2 separate regions of the Mus musculus genome follow, and region 1 is linked to region 2. The links are chromatin contacts, called in public HiChIP or PLAC-seq maps. All regions are on one chromosome and are shown on one strand. Each heading gives the region's core, a stretch centred on a gene start, on an enhancer-like site or on the middle of the called end of the contact. The rest is flanking DNA. Distances are from core to core; before and after follow the strand shown.

Evidence for each region. HiChIP or PLAC-seq counts read pairs in DNA pulled down with a chosen protein or histone mark.
Region 1: a FOXA1 HiChIP or PLAC-seq map of pancreatic cancer cells shows a contact between it and region 2. The contact joins two enhancer-like sites. A contact is called at or near these places in 1 of 484 Hi-C or Micro-C datasets (muscle stem cells) and 2 of 115 datasets of contacts at active chromatin or transcription factors (embryonic stem cells and pancreatic cancer cells).

The regions. Positions count from the first base shown.
Region 1 is chr9:103,077,363-103,082,103 of GRCm38.p6, reverse strand. It overlaps Slco2a1 (solute carrier organic anion transporter family, member 2a1), which reads right to left. Exons shown (of 14, transcript NM_033314.4): 11 at 2,492-2,655. Among named protein-coding and RNA genes, the nearest start is that of Rab6b, 32 kb to the left of the region's middle. Within about 2 kb of position 3,488, at least 35 of the 459 cell types and tissues checked have an H3K27ac peak or open chromatin away from gene starts, as enhancers often do. A contact at or near this core is called in pancreatic cancer cells, where this site is marked.
Region 2 is chr9:102,729,820-102,734,519 of GRCm38.p6, reverse strand. It overlaps Amotl2 (angiomotin-like 2), which reads right to left. Exons shown (of 10, transcript NM_019764.2): 8 at 4,344-4,552; 9 at 3,551-3,727; 10 at 1,103-2,872. The coding sequence ends at 2,814. Among named protein-coding and RNA genes, the nearest start is that of Gm5627, 7.5 kb to the left of the region's middle. Within about 2 kb of position 3,114, at least 57 of the 459 cell types and tissues checked have an H3K27ac peak or open chromatin away from gene starts, as enhancers often do. A contact at or near this core is called in pancreatic cancer cells, where this site is marked.

The DNA.
Region 1 (4,741 bases), core at 2,239-4,738, 350 kb before region 2:
AATACAGATTCTCCGCCTGGCATCTATCAAAAACGTGGATATTCCAGGAGAGTTGGATGTAAACTTGGGTTTGAGAACCAATAGTCTGTATTGTTTTCAGGACTGTCCAGAGACTTCTTGGAAAGAAAGCAGGCAAGAGAGACCAAGTAGAAAGGAATTTCTGGCTGGATGCTTAGACAGCAGGTCTGAACAACACCCACAGAATATCTTGTACCAGGAAAAGAGGGCCCTGGGCTATCAGCTTCTGTGCAGATCTGAAACATTTCCTTGCCCTGGGCCAGCTTTGTAAGGTGTGACTTGAATAGCTGCATAGGATGCTGCCGTCAGAAAGGCCCAGCTTTGGTTTACGTATGTCTTGGAGTTCTTAAATGATTCACAAGCCAAAGTCTTTACAGTTTCATTTGCATTGGGTCCTGTGGATTCTGTGCGTGGTCCTGCTTTCTACCTTTTCTCCTTCAAGAGGGGGATGGCAAAGCCAGGTAAAGAGGTTCAGCTCTCCCTAGAGAGCTGCCACCTCAACTGGAGAGTGAAAAGGGGGTTGGCATCTGACACACAGGGTTGAGGAGCTCAGAGCAGTGGTAGAAGCGCCTGCTGTGTGACCAGACTCTGGCTTCTCCACGTTTTCACACCACATACTCCTGGCTGGGTGATTATCATTTGGAAAAGAATTTGGAGCCGAGGACAGAGTGGAAAAGAACTCAAAAGTGGCCTCCAGATCATTCCATATTATCTTACAACCATTGCCAAAGTTAGTCGGCATCTGAGAGACATCCCCAGGGGGATGACCCAGTGAAGGGAGGCTCTTTGGAGTTCAAGTAGGAGAAAGAGGGACCATGTGGGATCTCCCAGTGGACAGTGCCTGGAATTCCAGTTGAATGGATGTTCTTTCCCTCTGTATCAGCTTGTCTCCAATGGCCCGATCCATAATGGATGACTTCGATGGCCAATCTTCATTGCTAACGTATGGATCTGGAATGACCTGGGAAACAAATCTCTTGGTGTATCCATGAAGATGTATCCTGAGGGATTTGACTAAGTTGGGAGGACGTAATCCTGAATGTTCATGGTACTATTTAGTAGTTTGAGGTTCTGGGATGAATGGAAAGAGACTAGACTTGGATAGAGTAAAATACATGTGCTAACCAAGTGCTCTGTTACTAAGCTACATTATTGACATGGCAGCTGGTCCTTCCTCATTGCTTAGCCTTCTGGAGAGATAGGTCCTAATCAATATGGAGAACACCAGCCCCCATGTCTTTTCTGAGGTAGGGCAGTGGTCTTCAACCTTCCTAAGGTTGCGACCCTTTAATACAGTTCCTTATGCTGTGGTGAGCCTCCCAACCACTAAATTATTTCGTTGTTACTTCCTAATTTTAATTTTGCTAATGTTATGAATTGTAATGTAAATTCTGTGTTTTCTGATGGTCGTAGTAGGCAACCCCTGTGAAAGAGTCAGTCAACCCCCAAAGGGATTGTTACTCAAACATTGAGAACCTTGTAAGGTAGGGTCTCATATTGCTTAGGCTGGCTTGTAACTTACTATCTAGGCAAAGAAGACCTTGAACTCTTGGTTCTCCTACTTCCAAGCACTAGATTTATAGATGACACCACCACGCCCAGCAGAGGAGCTTCTGTTTACGAAGCGATTGACCTTGTAATTGCTCACACTCACACTTGGAGGTGGGTATCACTATCTTCCTTTCATAGTCAAGGAAACTGGGAGTCATGAGGTCAGGCAACACCCAAGACACTCAAGTAGAGACTTTTAATCTGATAGGGAGTTTTCAACCTTTGTGTTTCTCCTTCTCTGCTTTCCAAGTAAGCTGATGGGGCTGGATGGGAGGTCAGAGAGGCAGGCAGGAGGTGGTTAGATGAACTTGGGTGAGATTTCTTTTCTTTTTTCTTTTTCTTTTCTTACATTTTCCTTCTTGGTAGAATGAGAAGAGGGAACGCTCTCTATTAAAAACCAGACACTTCTCTTGACCCCACCCTGGTTCCTGGTCCCTTGTCCCTCCACTCTGAGCACTGAGTCCCCAGTCTCCTGCAAATTTCACGTTTTCAGCCCTTTCTCACAGTGTTCGCTTTGCTTCTGGAACTTTCCTCAGTTTCTGACTTGCTGATTTCTCCTCTTTTAATATTGAAGAACAAGTGAATCTTTACCCACAGCCTGTCTTGAACCTGCGGCTCAACCTTTCGACAGTTCCACCATCCCGGGCTATGATTTAACTTCCCACAAATAAAGATGGGGGTGCCAACAGGGCCTATGTTTCATGGATACTAGGAGCCTGGGCCAGGCTTCCCTACCAGGAGCTCCTCCTGGGACAGGGAACTCCTGCCATCAGTGTACCTATTGTCTTCTCACCATTAGACACTTGTAGGTTGCTGTTAAGACTCCCCAGTTAAGGGAGGAGAGACTCTGAGTAGGAGACAGGATGTACTGTCAAAGAGAGGGTGTGGAAGCAGCAGCCAGAGGCTCAGAGATTTCACTCACCGTAGGACCATCATGTAGAGGGGGTTGTGGGAGACGCAGGCAATGAGTGCCACAAAGGAGATGAGGAAGATGGACGGGAGCAGCAGCTGTGCACAGGATGTAGGGCAGGAGCCTGTCTTGGCCGATGCGGATCCTCCAGTCACACAGCTACAGTTCAAATAGATCTTGAAGAACAGGAGGGGCCACGTCATGATTTAACCTCTGTATGTTTCACATATCCACACTGCCTCCCTCTAATATGAACGAATCCCTCTGCCCTCCCTTCAGCCCTCCAGGGATGGAGGAAAAGCTAGGATTCAAAGACTGAAGAGGTCAGATGAGGGTTTTAGAGTGCCCCATGGGGTCCTGGCTCTTTCACTTTGGGGACATTAGAAATGGTCTTCACGGTCTGGAGAGATGGCTCGGCGGTTAAGAGCACTGACTGCTCTTCCAGAGGTTCTGAGTTCAATTCCCAGCAACCATATGGTGGCTCACAACCATCTGTAATGAGACCTGATGCCCTCTTCTGGTGTGTCTGAAGAGAGTGACAGTGCACTCACATGCATAAAATAAATAAACAAATCTTTAAAATAAAAAAAAGAAAGAAATGGTCTTCACCAAGAGTCCAGCATGGGATGAACTCCTGCAGTCTTCCAACATCTGAATGCCCAAGATCCCATCACCAGGCAAAGCACCCTCATCAGCTCAGCGCCTGGAACCTGGGAGCTCTCCTCCCGGTCCAGCCCGCTCTAGTGGTTGCGCAAGTTGTTATGGGAGAAGGTATGTTCCGGGAGTAGAGGAAACAATAACAGAGTCTCTTGAATGCTCTGTAGCACTCCCCACTGAAGAGGTGTACTTTGACCTAAGAAGAGCCCCCAGAGGAGGACCCTGCCTCATCATAATTCTATGTGGCTCAACACTGCTGTTCGACTCATTTGGCGGCCACCGTTCATCTGGTCATCTTTGCCTTCCCTCCTTGCAGTGGCTGATGGCCCAGCCTATGATGACGTTGGTGTCAGAGCTGTTATGGGGCTGAGCCAACTAATGAGCTAGAGGAGGCCTCCCTCTGTCAGTCAGTGGGACTGTGGCCCTCAAGCTCAGAAGTTCCTAACACACGATATTGCCGTAACCTCCCGCAATCTGGATCTTAAAATACTAAGACTTTATCCCCCTTATAATTTATTATTTTTTCCCTTGCTATCATGGTAATGGATTTTGTCTTGATGTACTTGTGCTGTTATTGGAAGCTTGTCAAGATTATTTCTGGAAGTAGATGAGTCAGCGGAGAGTAAATAAAGATAAGAAAACCACAGAAGCCACCACTCTTCCAGTTAAGAGGCAAACTAAGGGGCCATCTTGTCTTAGCTCCTCACCCTTCTCTACCTGAGAGCCAAGGGCCTTTGCCCATAGTGACAGACAGGGGAAGCTTTTTTCTGTGACCTCGCAAGAGGTGGTAAGTGGGGGCTAGCCTGGCCCATGGCCAACACACATGGCCGACACACAGGTGCATTCTTCCTATGGGGGCATCCTATAGTAATGACATAGACGTTCCATTGTTCTCATCAGAGGGAGTTAAGAGGGGAAATAATCTCCCTCCTAAGTCTGGCTTGCCTGGCCCTGCCCAGCTCTGGACCTGTTGATCCCTTGTCCCGATAGCTGTGACACTTGTCGCTTAGCGCCGACCAGGCCTTTCCTCAGCTTCTCTGGTGCACTGGCACCTGTGCTTCCCTCGAGTGCAATGGGCTTCCAGGTTTCCATAGGATTCTTCTGGTCTTTGCTCAAGGGTAAGTCACCTCAGGAAGTCCCTCAGCATTTATCGTGTGCATTTATCGGACTGGATGTAAACTGTGAGACCAGGGCTTTTGGTTGACATGGTGGCTGCACACATGGATTTCTGACTAAGAGACAAACCTGGAGGAGGCATTTGCTGTTTCCTGATCCCAGAAGGCCTGGGGTCACTGTCCTCACATATTGTCAGACAAGTCCCCATAGGTCTAGGTCTAAGAAGGAGACACATGGCCTTGAAGACCAGGTGAAGAGAGATTTTGTTTCTAATCCTAGATTTGAACTTAATTTCATGGCTTCAGGCCAACTCTGTGGCACTCCTGGGAGAGGAGGGCTTGAAACGACTGCTGCTCCCAGCACTGGCCTCTAAGGTCCAAGTCACAGGGGACCCTCTGCTCTCAGGCCATGTGACTCTGTAATATGGCCTGAACCCAGAACCCAGAACCCAGAAGTTCCCCCCTGCCACAGGGAGCCATTAGTATCAGT
Region 2 (4,700 bases), core at 1,865-4,364:
GAGAAAACTCACAAGGGAGCCCATGGGGTCATGGAGGAGTAGAAAGCAGAAAATATTGCTGCCCCTACATTTCCTCTGGGGGACACATGTGCAGATGTACACACACGTACGTGGAGGTTTTCTGGGCACATCGGGATTCATTTCTTCCTTCTTTTGGTCTACAGGAAATATAAAGGTGACTGTCTATAGACTAAGTCACACAGAAGGCAGACAGCAAAGTCCATAGTCACTTGCAGGATTGCTGGTGAAGTCTTTGTGTGTTCTGAATTCTACCCACCTGTTGAATTCCATTCCTATGACAAGGGAGGTTGGCCAAAAGACACCCTCTTTGGAACTCCAGCTTGGACATTCCTCAACGTGGCTGCTGAGTCCCTATGTGACTTCACCCATGGTTGGTCACAGGTTAACTTTGCTGTCATGGGCTTCATGGCCCATCTGGTGGTCTGCTGTCTCCTGGTCATCCTTACGCCCGCCCACTTGCGTTCTGACTGGATTCAGTGCCAAGATTAATGGGTAGTTTTTCCTTTTTCTTTTTGAGTTGGAGAAATATACTTTGTGAACTTTGGGAAGGGTGGTGATGGTATTACAACAGAAGGCTAAAGACAGGTGCCCAAGACTTTATCACACTCTCTGACCTACTGTGCATGGACCCAGTGGGAGGGTCCACATGGTACGTGCATCCTTTAACAGGGCTGTGTGCACTGAATGAGAGGGTAGAGGGGGTAATGTGTCAGACTTATGCCTACTGTACAGCAGCCAAGATCAAAACTGGTTACCCTCAGATGATCTCTGTGTCACCATAGGCTGAGTGTGGTGGCAGGGGCAGCCATGTCGTTTAAACTGTTCTTAATAACACTTTACACAATCTCTAGTTGGACGTGTCACGTGACCTTGGAGGGAGTAGACCTGGGTGACCCCTCAAAATCTTCACACTCTTTTTCTTCATCCTTGCAGATGACCAGTCTGGTAGCTGGGGGTGGTGGCACACACCTGTAAATCCACCGTAGGAAAGGAGGCTGAGGTGGGAGAATTTCTGGTTTGAGGGCAACTTAGAGGCTCAAACCTAGGTTGTGTCTCAACCAATAGACAGACAGACAGACATCTCCTTATAAGCTCTTTTTTTATTAAAATACTGTCATACCTGGCGGAATGCAGCAGCAATCCTGGTACAGAGTGGCGTAACAAAACAGCCATGTTTACACTTTAAATATTCATGATAACTTAAACACACAGACACACGTCATGGTCTTTGGCAGAAAACGTTCACAGCACAAAAAAAATACTTTAAAAGAAATACCAAATATTAATCCAAAATATATTAAGTTGTTTTTTTTTTCCTTTCACAATATTTTTTTGCCTTCTTTTCCCCCTCCTTTTTTTTTAAAAACTTTTATCTTTGTAAACAACGTACATGAACCAGATGTATTTCTCAGCTTTACATAGGGGAAAGGGAATTAAAAAAATACGCAATTGCCCAGCAAATGCAAATGTTTAAAAAGGAAATGCAGAGAGAACTATGGGAATGGAACAAACAACAGACAGAACTTCAAACAGTGAAAGAAAAACAAACAAAACAACCAGAGGAGAAAAACACAAAAGATCTGAAATCCACCAATCGCTTTTTGAGCTGAATGGGGGTTGCTTTAAGACCAGAAGTCAAAGTCACTGCTGCTGGTGGTCTGCCACGTGGGGGTAGTTCACCTAATTCCAAGTAGCTGGCCCTGCTTCAGGGCTGGGGCACCAAAACTTGAGGAGCCAGCCTCTAAGGGTGCCATTCTGTGGTGGGGGCACCATAATGAGGACTTTTCTTTAAGTTCACTGATTCGTTTTAACAACATAGCTCCCTCTCCCAGTCCCTGCTGGTGGGAACGAATACATTTATGAGAACAACTTCTCCAGTTTCTTCAAAGAGAACCTGGTGCTGGGCATGACAGATGTCCGCTTGTGGTGGCTCATCACATCTGGCTCAGTTTATAACCAAACTGACAGGATGTCCCAGGGATAGGAGCTGTGGAGCCATTCACAAAGGCTGGTGATAAGAATCCCATGGGCACGAAACACAGGGATTTAAAAAGCAGAGGAAAGCCAACCAGTATCAAAATCCACAGCCAGGAACTGCAGGCAGAGGAACATCTGGTAGACCTGTCACATGTTTCAAGAACTGTGGCAGCAGGGGCAGGCAGCACAGCCCTGGAGGAGACTCTGAACCGGCACGCTTAGTCTTCTGTTCCCAAGGAAAAAGAATTATATACAAAACACACTGCTCTGCGGGGCCTCTCAAGTGACCTCTAACCTACTCCAAGGGGACATGCTGGTGGCTCCCGAAAGACTCACACTCCCATCGTCCCCCACCTCCCAAGGATTCAAGTCTTAGTGATCTGAGGAAGTCAGTCAGGGACTGAAGAGCAGATAGTGTTGGCTGGAGCCATGCTTAGCCACAGAACACCATAGCTGGCCTAACGATCCCTGCAGACCGCTCGGCTGGTGCCCAGCCATTCTTGGGCGTCAGAATCCGCTGTTTCCTTCAGGCAGGACGGAGGGGGCTCAGCTCCTTTCTGCCCCAGCAACAGGCCTCCGGCTGCAGGTGATGTCTGGCTTTTCCTTCCTCATTGTCATAGGAGAAATATAGGCCAAAAAGCAGTCTTCTAGGGGGTGCAGGCTTTTCTAGCTAGCTCCCCTGGGGTGCTCCTCTCTGAGCCCCATGCACCAAGGCATCACTGGTCGGAGGATGTGAGGCACAGCATTTGAAGACAACTGCCGGAATGCCAGGAGGGAGCCAGGCTTCGGGGTCCCCAAGGCACTGCCTCCTTCCTTCAGATCAGTATTTCTACCATGTCTGACAGATCCTGGACTCTGGTTGCAGCTATAGAGTCTGGAGAAAAAACAAGAAGACAAGTGTATGCTGTCAGTACTATCCACTTGTTCTCCTCAGCTCCCAACACAGGGTCTTTTTTAAACAAGACCCCCTCCCCTAAGCTGCCTCAGCCCTTAGGTTCCTCTTCCCTTGATCAACTAAGCACAAGGCTGTGCCCCCTCCCCTCTGCCGAGGAAGCCCATGCCTGTGTTTAGACTCTGAACTAGCTTGAATGATCAGTGGAAGGGTGCTCCCAGGGTTAGAAGCAGGCTGTAGCGTTCCTGTCATGCCTGTGGTTTTTCTGAGATCATGGGGCACACACAGGCAGCTATGCAAGGGCAAATGTGAAACAAGAGTAGAAAGAGAAAAGGCTTAGTTCCTCCTTTCTGGGCTCTTCCAAATAGCTTCCCAACCCAAGATCACCATTGAGTTCACTTGTCAAGCTCCTGGACTGACAGGAGGATGTGAGGGCAACTCTGGAGGAGTTAGAGTGCTTCCTGTTGCGTTGCCTTCTTTCTGAAATGGCTCGATGGCCCTGCCTCCCATTGAGACAACTTCCAACAACCCTCAGTTCGCTACGGTGGGGCTTTCCACAGTGGATGAGTTTGCGGAAACGTGGGGAAAACAGGGCCCATGCGTTCCAGTTTGCACCTCTACCATGTTCCCAACCCTCATCTAACCAAGTGGGGTGCTTACCCAGAGAGGGTGTCCTCTGGCTACTGTTGCACCCCAGGAGGCCATCGGGTTCTGAGGCCAAGCAGGCAGAGGTGTTGTCTGCAGGGCCATCCGTCTGGGTGCTCCCGTCTCTGCTGCCATGTTTGGTGTGGGCAGGGAGAGGAGCTGTGGCCGGAGGCTCCTCTGCTGGGACCCGGTCTGTAAGAAAGAATGGACACTGATGGGTACAGCTTGATGTAGGAGACACGGTCCCAATGGAGGACACCCCAAGCAAACTTGGTGGACTGGGTAGTTCTTAATTTGCAAGCTGTCTAATAGAATGAAAAGACTCCTCTTTTTTTTTGTTTTTTTGTTTTTTTTCGAGACAGGGTTTTTCTGTATAGCCCTGGCTGTACTGGAACTCACTTTGTAGACCAGGCTGGGCTCGAACTCAGAAATCCGCCTGCCTCTGCCTCCCGAGTGCTGGGATTAAAGGCGTGCGCCACCACGCCCAGCAAGACTCCTCTTTTAAAATAGGAATAAATGGGGTCAGGATAGGCATCAATGTTCTGTGGCCCTTCTTTGTAGCTGGAATCTAGGATTTCTTAGTATTTGCTCAGGAACACCCTTGCCTAGATCTATCTGTATCCAGCATCCATCCACTCTACTAGCAGGACCCATGTAGGTTGCAGTCACGGGAGCCAAAGGCTAAACCCGATCCCTTAGAAGAGGGGGTCAGGAAGCCCTGGTCTCAGTGGGCGTGTATTCTGAGAGTCTGGTAATATGCATTCCAAAATTCCTACCCCTTTCCCTCCCACACCAAGCCTCCTCATACCTCCCGCTGGCCGTGCATCAGTTTGCCGCTCACTGGATACGAGCCCTTGCCAGCCCTGAGTTCCCACTGCAGCCGCGAAGATGGACGGCACCGACTTGGCAGGCCGTAGGGTGCCCTGGGTGGCCTTGCCAGGGTCTTTCCTGGAGCGCTGCTGAAGGACCTTGATCACCGCATCCTTCTCTAGGATCTGAGCATGGAGCACCTTCAATCTGTCAGGGAGGAGGTCACACTGTCAGACCCACAGGCTCAGCTCCTCCAGCCCACCCACCTCACAGAAGTTGCAAAGAAACCCAGACATCTCTCCCTGGGGCAGGCAGGACCTCTTGGCCTTGGAAGCCCACCTATTATTGCAAGACT